2 separate regions of the Rattus norvegicus genome follow, and region 2 is linked to region 1. Evidence: chromatin contacts called from public Hi-C data. All regions are on one chromosome and are shown on one strand. The core of a region is the stretch at or near the end of the contact, and the rest is flanking DNA. Distances in the headings are between cores, read along the strand shown.

Region 1 (5,291 bases), core at 1,473-3,972:
TTGATAGAATGGCCACCCACCAAGGCAACAGTGAGGGGGTAGGGAGGAGACCTAGTAGAAGAGCCCTAGGCTGGAATATTTCACACAGGGCCATGAATAGATCCTGGAAGATGCTCTCGGCAGCCTGGAAGACTGATTCTTAGAGCACTAGCAATCGTTGTCCCCTGCACTGCCCTCAAACGCACCTGTGTGGGATGTGTAATGCCAGCTCTGGGTTGCATAGACAGTGGGTATCATGTGCCCGATGCATCCATGAGAACCCAGCACATAAACATGAGAGGTTGCCAAACCCTTAGGCCAACATGAAGCTCATCGTCGCTTGCCTGCATCCAGTCACAATGAACCCATGTATATGCGTTAAATGAGACCCTTTGTGCTGAGCACCATGTCAACCTAGTTAAGGCTGACAACAAGAAACCGGGGGAATGGGCCTCGGTGAAACGGAGCCAAAGGAGAAATCTTGTAAAGCGGTTGTTTGCAATTGAGCCGTGGTTAAGGACTGTGGCAGAGACGCTCAGGCTAAGATGTCAGCAAAGAGAACTTCAAATGCAAGAAAGGAGCAAACAAAACACATGACTCAAAAAACAAAACAAAGCAAAAAACACACATAGGGGCTGGAGAGATGGCTCAGTGGTTAGGAGCACTGACTGTTCTTCCAGAGGTCCTGAGTTCAAATCCCAGAATCCACATGGTGGCTCACAACCATCTATAATGGGATCCGATGGCCTCCTCTCGTGACAGCAACAGTGTACTCATATGCATAAAATAAATAAATATAAATCTTGAAAAGAAGACCAACTATGTAAACAAAGACACCACGTGGAGAGCCCTGGCGATGATGGAGGTCAGCATGTTGACTTTGCCAGCAACATGCTGCTGTTAGCGGGGATTGAGTAACAGATTTCTTACAACTCCGGGTGAATTGACACATATCTTGGGAAGTTTACTGATAGTATATCAAGAAAGAAAGGAACCTTTGCTTGTAGCGTACTAAAGAGAAGGCTTCAGTAACCCAAGGTAGATGCTAACGATAGGCCTTGAACACATGCTAAGTTGGGGAGGGAGTCTCAGAGGTGCAGAGGTAGGGGCTTGGAGTCAGCTGTCTGTCTGGACATGGATGTTGGCGTCCTTCATACGGACATTTATGGAGTATCTGCTGGGAGTGAATGCTGGACACCAGCCCTGCTTCCCCAGTGGGAGGTGGATTAGTACAGGTGATTCTGGACTGGGAGCTATGCCCAGCACTGTGGAATCATGGAGAGTTTTTTTTCCTGTTTCCAGAGTTTGGTAGAGCTACATTATTGTTTATTAAGGAAAAGGTTGGGTATTGGGAAAGGAAGCCACCTGGCCATTCTCAGAGGACCGCTCGGGTGCACAGTGGCCTGGGAAGCCATTTGGCAGGTGCTCTGGGCTGGAAGGCCTGACCTGCCTGCCAGGCTGTGGGAGAACTCGTGACTGGTGCACTGCTGGGCTCTGCCCTGACTCCCCTGACACACCCTGTTCCAGCCTGTCCTCCCATCAGGCACCAGACCAGAGAACACTTGAGCCAGGCCACAGCTGTCATAGGAGACAGTGCTGGTCCCACACAGTGCCGTCACCCTGCAGTCTGACTTGTGCCCTCCTCCACACGTCTCTAGTACCCTGCACTGCTCTCCATGAGCATCAGGTGAGACCAACCTGAGGCTGTGAAGAGACTTTGTCCGTGCAGCCCTTGCTCTCCACAGCCTGTAGCCTGCTGAGAAACTGTGTAGGTGGGGAGTTTCCAGGTTTGCAGTACCTTTTGGCTACACTGGAGGGTTTTGTTTGCCTGCCTGCTTGTTCTGTATCTGCCTGCAGAAGTGAGAGCCATCCTCCCTTGTGGGAGTCTATAAAAGAATGAAGAACCTTGGGTCAGTGAGATGGCTTATTCAGTAAAGGAGATTGCTGCCAAGCCTGACAACCTGAGTTATAGATCCCAGGACCTACATGGTAGAAAGAGAGAACCATTTTCTTTTTTAAAAGCTGTCCTCTGACCTCCACACAGACCCTTGGCATGGGCTCTATGACATATGTACTGCCCAATAAATTAAAAAAAAAACCTTAGGTATTTATTAAATTAAAATGTAATTGCATCATTTTCTCCTCTTTTCTTCCTCTACCCGCTGTTGTGTCCACCCCACCCTTTATACTCTCTCAAATTCATGACCTCTTTTTCTTAAAAAAGAAAGAAGAAAATGTTTTAACAAAAAGTACAGGCACCCTGGGACTCTATGTGCAAGCTGTAATCTCCCCAAATATAACCGCCAGCATGTCTCTCTCTGCTGCAGGTTTCATTTAGGGTTATGGCTTGGTTCGGGGTACTAGTTTAAATCTGTACCTAGATATGCAGCCCATCACTCTGAACGTGTGAGCTTTGGGGACTGAGGATACAGCATTGCCAGGTTTGCTGATGGGAATCTGTATGGAGGAGGCTGTGTGGGCTGCATGGCAACCTCAGCAGTAACAAGGAAGCAAGAAGGGAGGGAGCCGGCGAGAGGTCGGTGGGCACACCCAGGCTGAAGCATCCCCTTCATTGTCTCAGTAGGCCACCGAGACCTTGCCCGAAGGTCAGGAGACAGCTAAGGAGGAAGGCAAACAGCCAGTCCTGCTGACTCCTGGCTGCATGGGCTGGTTCCAAGAGTGAAGGAGAGAAACCCTTCTGCCTTCAGAAGCCAAGGCAACAAAGCTGAGGGCGACCTCTGCTGTCCTCAGAGGGCCCGGTTACCAGGCTCCGAGGCCCATCCTGTCCCTGGGTGGCCTGGAGCTCCAGCCTTGGCAGCTGTGCAGTGTTTGTTGTGGGTAGTTACCATGCCACCCTCTGGTATCTCAGTGAAAGAGGCCCAAGGACAGGTGTGGCTGAGCACAGAGATTCCCAGTCTGCCCTGGCCCCAGACGCACCTTCTCCTCTTACCCCAAGGGGACAGATCCTCGAGATGACTACCATGTTGAATACTCTCTAGTTCTTGGCACCTTCTCTATGCCAGCAGTCTGGTTAGAGTGGCCGGGTCCCAGAAGCAACTTACACTCAGTAGGGCTTACACTCAGTAGGGCTTACACTCAGTAGGGCTTATCCGTGCCTCCCGGGGGACAAGCCACTTTCTTGTCTCCCAGAGGCCATTAAGCTGGAGACCAGGGAGGTCATTCCTGCTCTGCTTGCCCTCCCTGGTGATCTAAACAGTGTGGATGACTGTTGTGGGTCTGAGGGTACTGGAAGCAGCTTGGTGGTACTGTCCTTCCTCCTGGTTCCTCAGAGTCATGGTTCATTCCCACCTTGGAACATCCACCATGGAAACGTTTATACCATGAAAACCAGCCAGTGTGTCAAAGCAGGGGTCCCATCCTCAGGAACAATATACAGCTGCTTAGTCCTGTCTTCTGTGCAGGGTTGATAGGATGCCCTCAGAGCTCAATTGTGTGAGGTGGGCAGTTGCTCCTCACTTGTATGAAGGAGGCAGTCTGGTGAGCAGCTATGAAGAGGTCTGCCAGTCTAAGTTCATCGTCACCATACTGACCCTTTCCACTGTCTTTCCCCATACTGGTCAGGAGCAGGGTCCTGCTTCTCACGTCAGGGCTCCATTCTTCACTGTAGGCACAGGCCTAGAGAAGGGTACCCCAGTAGGCACAGGCCTAGAGAAGGGTACCCTAATAGGCACAGGCCTAGAGAAGCGTGCCCCAGTAGGCACAGGCCTAGAGAAGTGTGCCCCAGTAGGCACAGGCCTAGAGAAGGGTACCCTAATAGGCACAGGCCTAGAGAAGGGTACCCTAATAGGCACAGGCCTAGAGAAGTGTGCCCCAGTAGGCACAGGCCTAGAGAAGGGTACCCCAGTAGGCACAGGGCTAGAGAAGGGTACCCCAGTAGGCACAGGCCTAGAGAAGGGTACCCTAATAGGCACAGGCCTAGAGAAGTGTGCCCCAGTAGGCACAGGCCTAGAGAAGTGTGCCCCAGTAGGCATCCAGAGCCTGCATCCATCCGGCTCCCCTTCAGATGGCGCCAGCCAGGTGTCGGAAACCCCAGCCCCAAGCAAAGCTCTCTGTCATTGTCCTTGTGACCCAGGCTCCTGCCAAGAGCAGCGGCACATTCTGGTGATCCCAGCTCTGAAGATGTAGAACTGAGAAGTTCCCTGGGATTTGCCAGCAAGTCTTGCCAATTGGTGAGTTCCAGGTTCAGTGAGAGACTCTGTCTCAGAACGTGAGGTGGAGGAGCAATTGACTGATCACCAGCGTCTGGAACACCCTGTGGCGGGTCGGCCTGATGCTGCTTGATTGTGATGATATTGGTTTCTCAGGATGTGGTTGCCACTGACAACCAGATCCTCATGAGCACAGAGTGTTGCCATATGAACCCTCTCAGCAATTTAACTGGAAGGTGAGAGCCTGTGATTGGGCAGTGGAGGGAGAGAAGGTGGGACTGCAAGTTCAAGTGAGGGGGTTGCAAGGAGAGGAAAAGGAAAGGAAGACAGAGGGGAGGAAACTGACGTGGACCAGGACCACATGACCAGGAGAAACAGCAAGTAACAAGGGGCTTATAGCTTGGGTGTGAGTTAGCATAGCTCGACACCAGCCTAATCTAGGCTTATAGCTTATAAATAAAATACCCGGATGGTATGTCTTTTCTATGGACTTGTTAGGATTATAAATTCCTATCCCCACCATACGTGGAACTATTGGATACATTGACAGAGCAGCGGCACACGGCTCACCGAGCAGCCTTGTCATGTTCTTGTAGTGTACTTAGGAACCTGTTCTCTCCTAGGCAGCAGTCACTGGGTGGCCACACTGTGAGTTCCTGAGTGCTGGGATCCCAGCTGTGCTCTGTCATGCTCTTTATTACTTTGTATTACTATTGTTGTTGTTGTTGTTTTTAGACAAGTTCTCACTATGCAGAACTTTCTAGGTAGTATCCTAGAAACTCACTATATACACCGGGCTGGTCTCCAACACAGAGATCCACCTGCCTCTGCCCCCCCAAGTGCTGGGACTCAAGGTGTGCAATGCTGTGCCTAGCAATAACTTTGGATTTATAGAAGGTTCCCAAAATAGCCATTGATCCTGTCACGTCTCTTCCTAATTTCCTGCTCACATCTGGTTCATGTTTCCCATCCAGGGAGCTGACATCCTTTGCTTGGGCCTCACTGCAGACTTTTTGCATATTTTGATTACTTGTCAGGAATGAATTCCCTGAAGTGTGCTTGCCGGGCCACTGGAGACAGATGCACTGCTCAATTCTTGATTTTCTATTAAGAAAGGGAGGGTTGTGTCATTCGACAGAGTGA
Region 2 (5,191 bases), core at 1,357-3,856, 43 kb after region 1:
ACACCCACAATGTCTAATAAATAAATATCAAAAAATAAATAAGAGAGAAAGAAATAGGCTAAAGTGCTGAGGAGCTCAGCTCTGGGTTTCAGGAAAGAAGGTTGAGCAGGCCCAGGCCAGGAGACCCTCCACCCCCACCACCATCCCACCCAGCCAGCTGTAAGACCCTGTTGGTGCTGGGATTTGCTGTCTGGAGTAAACCCCCTGTCACAGGATGCATTCCTTCATTGCCATGGCAATGCTTGGGCACACCTCAGAGATCCCTTCTGCCTTCCAGGCCACTGACCTGAGCTGAGTGAGACATCATGGCACAAGAAAGATGGCTCAGGATGGCAATGCTTTGCTGGGCCAAGCTGCGAGGGTAGAGGCAGCCTAGGGGTGAGGCCAAGAACTAGTCAAGGACTCAGGAGTTCACAGAGCTCAACCCCCTCTCCTGCGTCCCTGGCTAAGTACTGCATCTTTTTGCCTGAACAGGCATGTAAGTGTCAACAGCAATGTCTAGTTAGCACCTGAGGGTCCCAAGTGCTTTCTGACTGTTCTGGTTGGGTGATGCCAACAGCACTTGACTATCACATCTATCCACTGTGCCAGATGCCAGAACACGCCTCATTGTTCTCTGTGAGCTGTAAAGCGAACAAGGGCTGGGGCCTGGGACAGATCCCAAAAGAAAAGCTCCCTCCCTGGTGCTCTAGGGCTGTGTTCTCCTCCTTATCTTGCTGGAGTCATCCTGCCTCACCTTGGTTTTGCCCAGCCGATGACCTAAGGGGTAGCTGATGGGTCTCAATTCTGTGGCCAACGTAACAGCATATGTGGTCAGACTGTGTAATCTAAATCCATGTCAGTGTCTAAAGAATCAAGAAATGGGGTCATTGGTGGGTGCTTAGGTCATGGGTTGGAGCTCCCAGTGAGTTGAGGGTTGATGTGTAAGGGTGAGGAACCACATCTCCCCCTTTGTCATGTAAGAATCACAAGGAGAGGGCGCCATCTGTGAGGAAGCAGTCCCCAGCAGGCGTAGCCTCTTTAGTGTCCACTCTGTTGTTCCTAAGTTACTGGCTGTAGGGGCCTCCTGCTACAGTGAAAACACTAGCAGTTATGTTAAGCGTGTGACATAGCACACAGCAGAGTGCCGGGACCCATTTGCTGGACCTAAAAATACCAAGGTCACTTGGCCATTTCAGAAGCAGGGTCAGCCTCGTATGGCATCATGGCTTCAGGGAAGCTACCTCAACCCCTGAATGTTGGTCTGTCTGTTAAATATGGGTGGCCAAGATCATCCTGGGGCCATTCCTCCCCCAAGAGTCTATGATGAGACTTTCTTTCTTCATAGCAGGGTGGGAAGCTGAGGTCTAGGTGATGCATTTTGTCCCAGACAAACCACAGACCACCACAGAAAACCCCCAGTATTCCTCAGAGTCATCTATCTGTCCCCTGCCTGCAAAGCCAGTTTCACTTGGAAAGCTTTGATGACTCAGAATTCAGTCATTTGGCCAAAGTGAAAAATGAGAACCACCGCTTAACGTCCCATCCGGTGTCACGCCCCACCTGCCAGGGAACGCTGTGCTCGCCACGGTGGGGCAGTGAGACTGCTGTCCAGAGTCTCGGCCCATCCCTGGTAAGACACTCAGGCAGTTCCACATGGAGTTCACCCATGCTCAGGCCCACCCTCTCCAGGCAGTTCACACTGTTCCCATGACAAACGCACGCTGCACAGGCCTGTCCATATCCTGGAGGCCTGTGTACCTCAAAGGTCTGGGGGCAGCACAGAGTGGTGAAGTTCAAAGGGCCACATGAGTACATCGCTCCACGCTGAAATTGGTACTCTAGGACTTACTCTGCTTCACCCAACAACTTTTGCTCTTGAGGCCCACTGAGAAGACCTGCTCAGCCAACAGGCTCAGTGGGAACTGTCCTTATGGCCCTAAGCTAATGACCAGAGACAGTGTACCCACTCTTAGAGTCCACAAGAGGGATTAGAGAACAAAGCTGTTCCCAGGGCACTTTTCTATCAAACCAAGCCGACGTTAGCTTTAGTCAGTCACAGCAGAGGCCACTGACCACACACTGTTGCTCTAGCCTGGATCTCTAGCTCAGCCCCAGCCCCAGCTTCCTTGGGCTTACTGGAAAATACTGAGGGATCTTCCTCCAGGTGCAGGACCTTTTGGTACACGGACATATTGAGACGTCTTCCCTCTCGGTAGGAGGCTCTGGGCTGAGCAGAGAGATAAAGGTGGCTTGCTCCTGGGTCCTTGCTTTCCTGGTATAAGTTGAAACCTAATCCCCCAAGGGAAGCATATCAAGTCAACATACCCTCTGCCCTGCTGCCTGGACAGGGTGACTGCCCTACCAAGGCCTTGTGCTGGATCAGCTTGTTCTCTTCCCCAGGTGCTATAGCTAACATGCCAAGCATGGTGACAGGACCCCAGAAAGATCTTCTAAGGGACTCAACCATCTGTTTCCTCAGCAGTGACACAGAAGCCTGAGCATAGCAGGTGACAGCAAAGCTCCCGCCCACCCCAGGGAATGCTGCCTGGGTGCCAAGGGCCCAAGCTCATAAGCCCTGTCCCTCATACTCAGAAGTGGGCATCTGGGGACACAGAGAGGCCAGCTGGTGTGGGGGTGGGGGGGTGTACGCCTAAGAACAGATGGCACAGCATCCTTCTCACCCTGTTGTGGGCCTCAGAGGAGGAGGACAGGCCACCCAGATTCTACAGCCACAGGATCTGGGCTTCTCTGTTGCCTCACGGCATTGCTTCCTGGCTCCTCACCTGGGAAATGCACTGTTGATCTTCATCCAGACATTTCACTGGGCTACTTTAAGGAATGCAAAGGCAATGAGGCAAACTGGGGCTGAGGGTGTCTGCTGATGTCTCACCTAACAGTCGCTTGGCCCACAAAAGCAAATGCTTGCTTGGCTGCTGCCTGCTTACAGCTGCCCCTTTCAGAATGGCTGGGGGCTAGGAGGCCTGGAAGACAGCTTCCTTACAGAGGCGACACCAGCTCAAGATGGACTGTCACAGGTGGAAGAGGTATTATCCTGCAAACCAGTGGAATGGCATCTGAAGTGCTAGCCGTGCTACCTGGGCCGGGGCAGAAGCCCAACTCCTGTGTTGCCTCTCCACGTGGTCTTTCCTGGTCTTGCCAGGCTCCCCTGCCCTCCACCTGGTTTCTTCAAAAGCCTCCCTCCACCAACCACCTGCTTAGTCCCCAACTCAAGTTCTGCTCCTTGAAACTGAAACATGGTGCTCAAGATTAGACATGTGTGACCCCTGGGCCTGTCACGCATTTACTCCCCAGTGCTTTTGTTCTGTCCAGAGCAGTAATGTCAGGCCCTGAGCAGATGCTGCTGCTGGGCCTGAGTCACCTTGAGTCTTCCAGGAAGCCATGGCTGCTGGAGACAGCACCCCTTGAGCAACCAGGGTGTTCTACGCACAGACGCCGCATGAGGATATCTGAAAGTGACAGGCTATATTCACCAGGGGCAAGCTTGCTTTCTCCTGGACAGAAAGTGTACAGTCCCTCCACAACCACCACTCTTCAAGTCTGCCATGCTCGCATCTCTTTTTAAGGACTGGGAGATGGCCCAGCCACTAAAATGCTTGCTACACAAGCACAGGGGCCTGAGTTGGGTCTCTATAATCCCTGTGTTTTTTGTCTCTGTTTTGTTTTTAAAAGCCAGGTGTGGTGCTGCATGCTTGTAATCCCAGAGCTAGGGACCAAGGACATGCAGATCCTTGGGGCCCGCTGGCTAGCAAGCATAACTTAAGGCCCAAACCAGAGAACTGTCAAAAAACAAGGTAGGGAGGCTGGAGAGATGGCTCAGTGATTAAGAACAACTGCTGCTCTTGCAGAATGCCAGATTTAATTCCAAATACCCACATGCTAGTTCATAAAACCACCTGCAACTCAGTTCTAGGGCGGGTATGATGCCCTTTTCAGGCCCCCACAGGCTGCTACACACATGTAGTGCATACAAAGTGGGATGGGAACTGAGAAACACCACCCAAGGCTAACCTCTGGCTTCCACAGGGGTGTACACACACACACACACACACACACACACACACACACACACACACAATCTGAATACGCTCACACACATGTGTACCTGTACATGCACAAACACATAAGTAAAGATTAAAAACAGAAACATTACAGTCCTCTCTATGTTCTGAGTCTTAGGACCACTTCAAATCTTCCTTAAGACACCACCACGACGAGGCCAGACTGTGAGGCCAGGTGGGTAGCCTGGCTCCAGCCAGCCTTGCATGAGGCTGGCCCTTGGATCTGCCTGAGTGGAGCCATTTTCTCCCCAAGCAGATATTCGTACAACAGAACTGTGCAAGCATCTCAAAACAATAGGCCATGAGACAAGCTTTCTATGTTTCCTTTGTGCTGGGGCTGACAAAGTCTGTAGTTTCCTGGGTTTAGTATTTATTTATTTATTTATTTATTTATTTATTTATTTATTTATTTATAGACAGAATCTCACTGTGTAGCTCTGGCTAGCCTCAAACTCACAGAGATCCAGCTGCTCTGCCTCCTGAGTGCTGGGGTTAACAGGCTATTGACATATACTCTTAAGCAGGGTCAGCAACACTACGTCCAACCCACTTTTGTGTAGTGCTCACCTTTGGGCCTTTTTAAGCTTGGATGGCCTCCTTACCCTCAGGAATGTAGGAAATGCTGGCTGGAAAACTATGTGGGAGCCAGGATGCCAAGGACTGAGAACAGGAACTGAAGGAAGAGGTGGGTCTCAGGGGTTCTGATAGCACCACTGATTCATCACTGCAAACTCTGGGCTCTTCCCAGATCACAGGCTCTAGAAACCAACAGACTAACTGGGGTGGTAAATACCTGCTGTGTGGAAACCAGGCCTGTCACTGGGAAGGTGCCTACCTTCCTTCATGGGCTACTGCTTTCCCAATGTCCCTTCGTATGAACCAGCAAATGCCCTGCCAGCACCTGCTTCATGCTGGGAGATTGTGGCCACCCTCCTAGGAGGTATCCCAGTGAGGGACAGACTACAGGGCCTGTCTTGGCACAGGCACTCATTTGTCCTTTCTTACTAACAGGGGACAGAGACCAGGAGGCACAATGTGCTTCAAACCTCTGGCTGTTGCCTCTAAGCCAGAAAGGCCAAGGTGCAGTCGAAGCCACAGGTATGCTGTATGGTTGCTAGACCACACCATTC

Evidence for each region. Hi-C and Micro-C count contacts between places; a contact is called where the count stands out from the background.
Region 2: a Hi-C map of psoas muscle shows a contact between it and region 1, with 2.5 times the contacts expected there. The contact joins two enhancer-like sites. A contact is called at or near these places in 3 of 12 Hi-C or Micro-C datasets (kidney, mammary epithelial cells and psoas muscle).

The regions. Positions count from the first base shown.
Region 1 is chr1:196,892,664-196,897,954 of GRCr8, forward strand. All of the region lies in intron 6 of Lhpp (phospholysine phosphohistidine inorganic pyrophosphate phosphatase), which reads left to right. Among named protein-coding and RNA genes, the nearest start is that of Lhpp, 62 kb to the left of the region's middle. Within about 2 kb of position 2,723, at least 44 of the 93 cell types and tissues checked have an H3K27ac peak or open chromatin away from gene starts, as enhancers often do.
Region 2 is chr1:196,935,970-196,941,160 of GRCr8, forward strand. All of the region lies in intron 4 of Fam53b (family with sequence similarity 53, member B), which reads right to left. Among named protein-coding and RNA genes, the nearest start is that of Fam53b, 83 kb to the right of the region's middle. Within about 2 kb of position 2,607, at least 38 of the 93 cell types and tissues checked have an H3K27ac peak or open chromatin away from gene starts, as enhancers often do.